Regions from separate parts of the Zea mays genome. Here region 1 is linked to region 2. Evidence: chromatin contacts called from public Hi-C data. All regions are on one chromosome and are shown on one strand. Each heading gives the region's core, a stretch centred on a gene start, on an enhancer-like site or on the middle of the called end of the contact. The rest is flanking DNA. Distances are from core to core; before and after follow the strand shown.

Region 1 (3,760 bases), core at 63-2,562, 370 kb before region 2:
GTTGTGTGCACACGAGATGAACTGGCCTATAGGGGGTGGATCCGTGTGTAGAGGCTGGAAAGGCTCAAAGCACGAGTAAAGATCTGGTCTATATGGGACGACCATCATGTTGCATGGAGGGGCAGCTTTCGTGACCTTTCTCGGTCGGGGCGCTGATTGAGCTCCTTCTTAATATAATACCATGGGGGGCGGTCTTTCCCCTACTGGCCGAGTTTTTAAATTAATAACCTCTAAAACTCAATAATGTTAAAGCAAATGGCACAATCTATTAGAATGAAAACACAAGCAATAATTGACAACTTGGTGGCAGTAAATTCACCCAAGAAATGTCCCTTACAATAGACGAACACAACCGACAATCAGGAACGCTAGAACAGGAAGTTTTACCATGTTGATCCTTCAAAACTGTAGAACTAGCTGATTCAGTAATCCTGCGTTCCAATATAATAGTGTCCCCGTATACTTCAGGCTTAAACGCATCTTCCCCATGGTTATTAATATCCACAGTAATTGCTGCATAGCTGTAGTAGTAGAGAAGATGAAAATAATAGACCAGGTTACAGCTGGTTGCAAACAGGGGCCACGGAACCTTAAGTGGAAGGTTGTATGGTGAAGAATATGTGTGGCATATTAAGAATCCACTATATGCATGAAAACAGTCGAGAAAATATCTTTACATTTTTCAGATGCAATACATTGCAAAGGCCTTGAACTTGAGAGCATATTGAAAATAAACTAGGTGTAGGTGTGTGGCACAATATTTGCAGTTCTCCATAATCATCACTCATATGTATCTATTAGTCACATCTACGGACGAGAGTCAAACAGCTCAACGCAGTAACGGAAGTCCACAAAGGTTGTTAGCCCTAAAACGGATTTAACTATTTATTTAGAAAATCAGTAACTAAAAAAATCAGGGCTAAAAGAAAGAATGGCGGCAAAGAGAGAAGGCCAACGCAACCTGCAGCCGGTCTTGATGAAATCCTTGAGGGAGGCGGCGCGCTGGGTGTTCTTAGCACGGCAGCCAAAGGCGACGCAGAGAGCCGTAAGGATGGCGCTCTTCCCGCCTGCAACGCCACGTCGTAGGAGAAGAGAAGAGCACCATGCGTCAGGAGGCACCGCGATAAATGGCGAGAGGGACGGGGGTAGGGTTTGGGAGGCGTACTTCCGTTCTGGCCGGTGATGAAATTCACGTGCTTGTCGAGCTCGATGTGGAGACTGGAGTGGCACATGAAGTTCTCTAGCCGGATGCGGGAGATAGTCCCCGCCGCCATCGCCAGCGACCACGCGCCGCTTCCTTTGGGGTGGAAGCTTGAACCCGAAAGGTTGAGTGGCGATTTTGCTGGGATGAAGCCCGCCAGAAGCCCTCAAAATAGCCGCGTGACGCCGGGAAGTTGGAAGGGCTTGCGATTTGTTTCTTTTTCTAAAGTTTAGAGCATCTCCGAAAACAACTTTAAAATTCACTGAAGTATCTCCAAAATACTAGTTAAATGGTTTGTTAAGATAAATTTTAAATACTCAACAGTAAAATAATTCTCCATTAGACTAGCCATGTAACTCGACGAGGTGAGTGATAATGCTTTACAACGGAAACATATAATACTACGATAACTTATATATAAAATATGTGTTATATTGTTATGTTATGAAAAAAGGTCTTGTAATTTATTTGTGATCCTGGTCATACATAATTTTTTTATTTTAATTTAGTCATTTCAACACTATATTGCAACCATCAAAGGTCGCGTCGTCGTCGTCCGTCGCTCTGTCTCGGCTTCCACCGTCAGCGGCCGCGCTCGCGACAAGGTTACTCGCGATCTGGACGGTCAGGTAAGTGTCTTTCTCAAGGTAGTCAGGTGGGCGGTCGCCGTTAAGGTCGGCCATTGTGGCCTGCCTCTCGACGGGGGTCGGTCTAGGGTCAGTATCATGCGACAGCAAGGTCTGGTCACATACGCGCGGAAGGGTTGTCGCCGGAAAACGCTTGCGCCTACAGAAGCAGATGGCATTCGTGCTTTGGCGGTGGAACGGAGAATTTGTTGCATGCGGAAAATGTTACTGGTGCCCATCATGGAGAGGTTACCAGTACGTGTTCTTCGCCAGCGTGTTCTGCATCTCCGCTGCCTGATCTGGGTAATGTTTCTGCGGCTGGAGGTGGTGGCTGTAAACCGGGATGGGACTCAGCTCCGGCAAAGTTCGAGTGGATGGAGACGTTGCAGTCCGTTGGTGAATGCGCAGTGGGGGTCTGCAGGTCGGGACCTATGCGGACGCCTGTTCATAGTCCGCTTCATCCTCCTCCTTTGACCTCTTCTTCTAGGAGTAAGGTGAAGCCATGGCAGGGCAAGTTGCCATCGCCACGGTGTTCGCCGAAGCTCACACTTGGAGATGTCCTATCAATGGCGCAAGAGCGCCGGAAACCAAGTTACGACGATGGGCGTCGTGTTCAAGGGTTGAAGAAGGCGGAATGTACGGCTGTGTTAGTGGGGCCGCCGGAGGCAGCTTCAAATTTGCTTCCTTGTTTATTTGGAAAGGCTGGAGATCGGGCAAATCTGCAGGAATCGCTCACATCTTCATTTCCGGATACAAGGAGCCATAGTTTGTATGTGTATGGTAGGCGTAGATTTGGGAGAGCCCAGCAGCTGAAACTCAGCCCTGGAATTCCTTACAGACCTACGCCAGGGCTGGCTTCCCTTTTTGCACGTACGGGCACCTGGGTGACTAGTGCTCGGGTAGTTCATTCAACTCTCAGGAAGTCAGCCACCATCTCATACGTGGACGCAGCAAGGCATACAATGGTGCTTGGCAGTGATCTTGGAGGCCATGGCAGTGGTAGAGACCATCAGCAATCCGGGGGTGCAAGCGGGTATGCTTCAGGTCATCAACAGCACGGTGGAGCAGGTGGCTTTGTCGCTGGTCAGGGACAGGGATCCGGCTTTGGCCGGGGCGGAAATCAGCCAATGTTCCACCCCAGTTATGGAGGAGGTGACCAGTCCTTGATGCGTCGGGGAGGAGGTCGTGGACGTCACAGCTTTTGGCGCGGTGGAAGGGGAACATCGACTAGGGGCCGGATCATCGGGGATAGAGCTGCTCATGTTCAAATCAGAGATGGAGGGAGCCACAGAAGGTCTGTACCTGGAGGGGTTGTGTCTAGAGATGGCAATGGGTACCCGAAACCCGAAACCCGATGGGTTTTTACCCCATTAGGGTACGGATTTGGGTCAATTTTCATACCCATGGGTTTGTTAATGGGCATAAATCTATACCCGACGGGTTTATGGGTACGGGTTTGTTCCTATAGTACCCAAACCCGTGAACCCGTGGGTTTTTTAAACCCGACCAAACCTAGTGCATATTATCATTTTATTTTATAAACGAACAATAAACTTGTTATTCCTTATTTACTTCGTATTTTTTATCAATCGGTTAATGTATCAGTAGTCGGTGAGAGTGTTGCTTGCTTGCTATTATAGTTTTTACTAGCGTTATATATGTGGTGGATAGATAACTTAGTGCAAGGTTACTTAATTATACAACTTATTATTTATATTTCATTCTTTTTACTAATAATTTTTATACCAAATCATGAACTCGTTGTTCATTACATAGATTTTGGATCATGATATCATTAATCATTACGATACTTATTGATTATGAGAAGAACAAGTATATTAGAGATCAAACCCGCGGGTAACCCATGGGTACCCGCTAACCCGATGGGTACGGGTTTGGGCAAAATCTCAAACCCGTCATGGGTACGGGTTTT
Region 2 (4,117 bases), core at 1,303-3,802:
ATAAGCATTCATGTACAAGCATTCATGAAATAACATAAGCATTCATGTATATGTATTATCATGTATAAAACACGAGGAAGAAACCGTAGTAGAGGAAGAAGTTGTCTCCTAGACTGAGAATCCTCCAGTGGAGAACAACTTTTACTTCGACACCTACGGTGTGGAAACAGAAACTCCTGCAACACAAGGCAAGCCCTGGTGCATTTACCCCTTTTCCTTGTTGTTTTAAAATCTTTATCACCTTATATGATGCATTAAGTGATAGGAATTGTGTGATAAACAATTGATGTATTTCCTTCCTTAGAAAATTGGTTACCATTCCTTGTTTGCCTGTTTTATTTAAACAAGTTTTTCTAATGCTTAGTCTGCTATAGAAAACAAAAAGTTTTGTTTTGAAAAAGGTGATGCTTCACATGGGATGGAAATTTTTACAAAGAAAGGACTTATGATGGTGGATCCATCGCGACAGTGATGGGTTCAACATCTGAAAAGAACTACCTCTACCAGGTACTAAACTTTGGGTTTTAAATGATAAAGACGAGACCAGGCGGGTGATTTGCACGAGAAGGAAGTCTCGGTGTAATGTCTCCGTCTGAGTCGCTTAAGGACCGAGCCGATGTAGTCCGGCTGATCGAGGACCGTTTAACTGGCCATATGCCTCGTCATGGGTAAGCTTTGCCTTGGTCGGACCAATACCAAAAAGGCTACCACGCAATGGGAGTGGAGAGATGGCGAGAGAAGCGTGTACCCTCCGTGGCAAGAAGCTGGACGGTGGAGTATTTGTGCTCTCGGTTGGCATGAACCCATTTTGGTCTTGAGAAACCCGAGTGCGAGTTGACATATGCAAGGTTTAAGTGCTACATATGTCATGTGGTTGGAGATCCCCAGTTGGGTATTAATCGATTCGGATCACCGTTACTTCTCGGACATGAAGACTTGGTCACTGACCTACACGTAGCAACATGTGAACTGAAGGGGTGATAAAAAGATGGCTAGTTTAGGTCAAGTGCTTGATCTATAATAGAAAGAAATCTAGATGCTGATAACTACTTAACTTGATAAGTAAAATGAATTCTTAAGGATCCACTCATAGTAAGCTTTTTTGCAAAAGAGTCTTTGAATCTTGATAAGCTTTACCTTGATTCCCAAAGGCCAGCATATCCTTGAGAGTCTTCTCCTTTGACGGGTAAGACTTGCGAAAGTACACTCCGTACTCAGGGTTTTCAAACCCATGTTGCTGTAGGTGATGAAACTACTGAGTTCTGTTGTTTCTGTTCCAAGGTGGTTCCCAAGCAGGAGGAGGAGAACTAAGACTTACCTAGGGAATGTGTTTTGCCTTCCTATGATGTAATAATAATAAGTTTAAGCACTCAGTACCCGGATATGTAATAATCAACTCTTTCTATATTTTACTTATGAATGTAAATTATGTTATTGTAATCCTTTCCGCTTACTCCGATGATGTGTAATGTCTATGTTATGGGTTAAGCGCTTCTGAGAGATATGATGGAGATACAGATAACCGAACCTATCGAGTCATTATGCAGTATCGAGTCATTGTGCGCACCTGTATGACTGTCTGAGGTCCTTAGGATGAGGACATTTGTAGGTGGGCCTAGGTTCCGTGACAGCAACTCCCTCGAAAGAGAGCGGTAAAGCGGAGCTTCACGTGGTGGCGTTGCCCAGTGAGCACACCAGCAATCACACCAGAGCCCTCCAAGCTAGATCGCAAACACCCACACAGAGTATATAACAACACGAACAACATGGAGGGGTCATTACCGATGCCCGAGTAGTGGTGAGTTCTGGCCACGACGAGGGGCGGATCCGCGGCGCCCCAATCACTCAAGCGAGCAGTTTTTGTGGGAGATGGTCGAGGCTCCGCTTGATAATGCTACACGTAGCTCCTCCACACGATGACAAAGCTCAGCACCGCCCTCCTTGACTGTACGACGCCGTAGATCGAGGCTTCCTCGGCGGTGTGGGACCGAATTGACGAAGGGGCACACTCTCTCCTTCTTTCTCTCGATACCGGTTAGGGCTTGTTCGGTTACACCAATCCAGAGGGGGATTGGAGGGGTTTAAATCCCCGCCTAGTTATTTTTGACTAGGAGGAGATTTAATCCCCTCCAATCCCCCTCTAGATTACTGTAACCGAACATGCCCTTAGGCTTTGTTTGGTTATAGTGGGATTGAAGTGGATTGAGGTGTATTGAAGGGGATTGAAAAAAAATTAGTTCATATTACACTCCAATACACCACATACCACCTCAATCCACTTCAATATCAGATTATCCAAACAAGCCCTTATGGGGATTAGGATTGATGAAAGGGAAAGGAGGGGACGAGATCCAATGCACGAATTTATGGCCTCAGTGGAGAGTCAGTTGAGGCGCCCGCTGTAATCGCGCGCAAGTCGACGGTGATCCAAGGTTTGCGCCGGGGCCGCAACGACCCGAGGGAGAGACTTGACAGGATTGGCCCACCTGGCATCAACCGAGCGCGAACAGGGGTGAGGGCTTGCGGCTGCACTGTGGACCCCGGACATCAGTGCAATCACATATGCAACGCCGACCCGCTGTGTTGTGCATTGGGTGAAAAACTAGGCCGTGCACGCGGTGGGGAAGTAGGCCTGCTAGAGGGATTCAACCCAGGCGCTGGTAGGAGCCCTTTTCTCTCTTTTTTCCTTTACTTATTTTCTGTTTTACACTTTTTTACCTTTTTTATTTTAACTTAAAATCTTGAATTTAAATTTAAACTAGTATTCCTCATTCCACTTAAATGTATCACAAACAAATAAATACCGACATGGAATGCAAATTTATTTATATTATTTATTTTATTCAATTATTGGAGCAAATGATTCAAGTATGAAATGCCCAAATACACAATACATATTATAGAATACTTATTACTCTTGAATGTATGCCAATTTAAAATTATGTTCATATTTATTTAAGAGAGAGGATTTTCTAGTGTATTATATTTATTAAGTTATTTTTTAACTTAATTCTTTTGGAGGATATCTCTAATCATAATATTCAACAAAGGCCGGTTAAGTTATATGAGGGTATTTTATTTAATCTCTGATTATAAAAGACTTTTATTTAAATCTTGGAATACCATCTCCTAGATCTCGAAGTAGAATTTTGGGGCGTTACAAATTCTACCCCCTTAAAAATAATCTTGCCCTCAAGATTAGTAAGACAAAGGAGCATAATTAGTTTGGTTTGCGGATTAGTTTGTTTGTGTTTTTTTCTTAACATTGATTAGAGGTGTTTACCAAATTGTGTCTAGCCAGTTGTTAGGCAGGAGGAGTCATGGTTAGAGCAAGGATAAGTTCGGTAAGAAAGCTTTTGGGCCAAGAAAGACTCCAGGTGAAGTGTTGAGTTCTTGATTCATCTCGAGATCTGCTTTGACTTCTATATCCTTCCTTGACTAGGTTGATTTCTCTTCCTTCTTGGGGGCTTGGTGTTACCATCAAAGTTAGAGACATATGGCTAAGATAACTGTGAGTAGTATAGACTACATTAAGTAGGTCAATATCTGTTTTGATGTTAGGTTGGAATAGGTGGTCATCATGAACATGTTGGTTAGGTCGTTTTCCATGGCCAAGTTGGTCTAGGGCACTAATTTAGGTTAAAACAAGTCTATAAGGGTAGGGTCTAATCTATTTCACTAGGATTAACTAACATGTTAAGTAACTAACTTTAGATTAGATCATGGTTGTCTTGGGTAGGACAAGTGTAACACTCCTGGTGTTACGAGAACTAAAACTTTGGCATGACATCATATGCATTGACATTTCATTATGTATGATACACCTAGGATGCATCCACTAGGCTAAAATATCAAAACAAACATCTGTGATGATCTGACTTGGTCAAAGGGGCCCTTGATCCTAGGTTAGAGTATCTCCCCAAGGATTAGAAGCATGTGGACTTGTGAGATGAGCACTAGATGATGATCTCAAAAGTTAGTAGAAATGTTCAAGAAAGGTTAAACTTAGAGGGCTTAAGTGCCACATGTACCCTAGAACACTCTAAACCCTAATTTGGAACCCTAAAACCCTAATTAGTGCCCTATTGCGTGATTTTGAGTTCTATGCACTTTTAGT

What was found. Hi-C and Micro-C count contacts between places; a contact is called where the count stands out from the background.
Region 1: a contact with region 2 is called in a Hi-C map of ear, with 3 times the contacts expected there. The contact joins the promoter of LOC100383441 here to the enhancer-like site in region 2. A contact is called at or near these places in 2 of 25 Hi-C or Micro-C datasets (ear and leaf).

What each region holds. Positions count from the first base shown.
Region 1 is chr7:85,589,545-85,593,304 of Zm-B73-REFERENCE-NAM-5.0, reverse strand. It overlaps LOC100383441 (Structural maintenance of chromosomes protein 6B), which reads right to left and starts at 1,312. Exons shown (of 28, transcript NM_001176091.1): 1 at 1,166-1,312; 2 at 962-1,067; 3 at 388-521. The coding sequence starts at 1,274.
Region 2 is chr7:85,219,771-85,223,887 of Zm-B73-REFERENCE-NAM-5.0, reverse strand. No RefSeq gene overlaps it. Among protein-coding and RNA genes, the nearest start is that of LOC103632526, 75 kb to the right of the region's middle. Within about 2 kb of position 2,552, at least 15 of the 20 cell types and tissues checked have an H3K27ac peak or open chromatin away from gene starts, as enhancers often do. A contact at or near this core is called in ear and leaf, where this site is marked.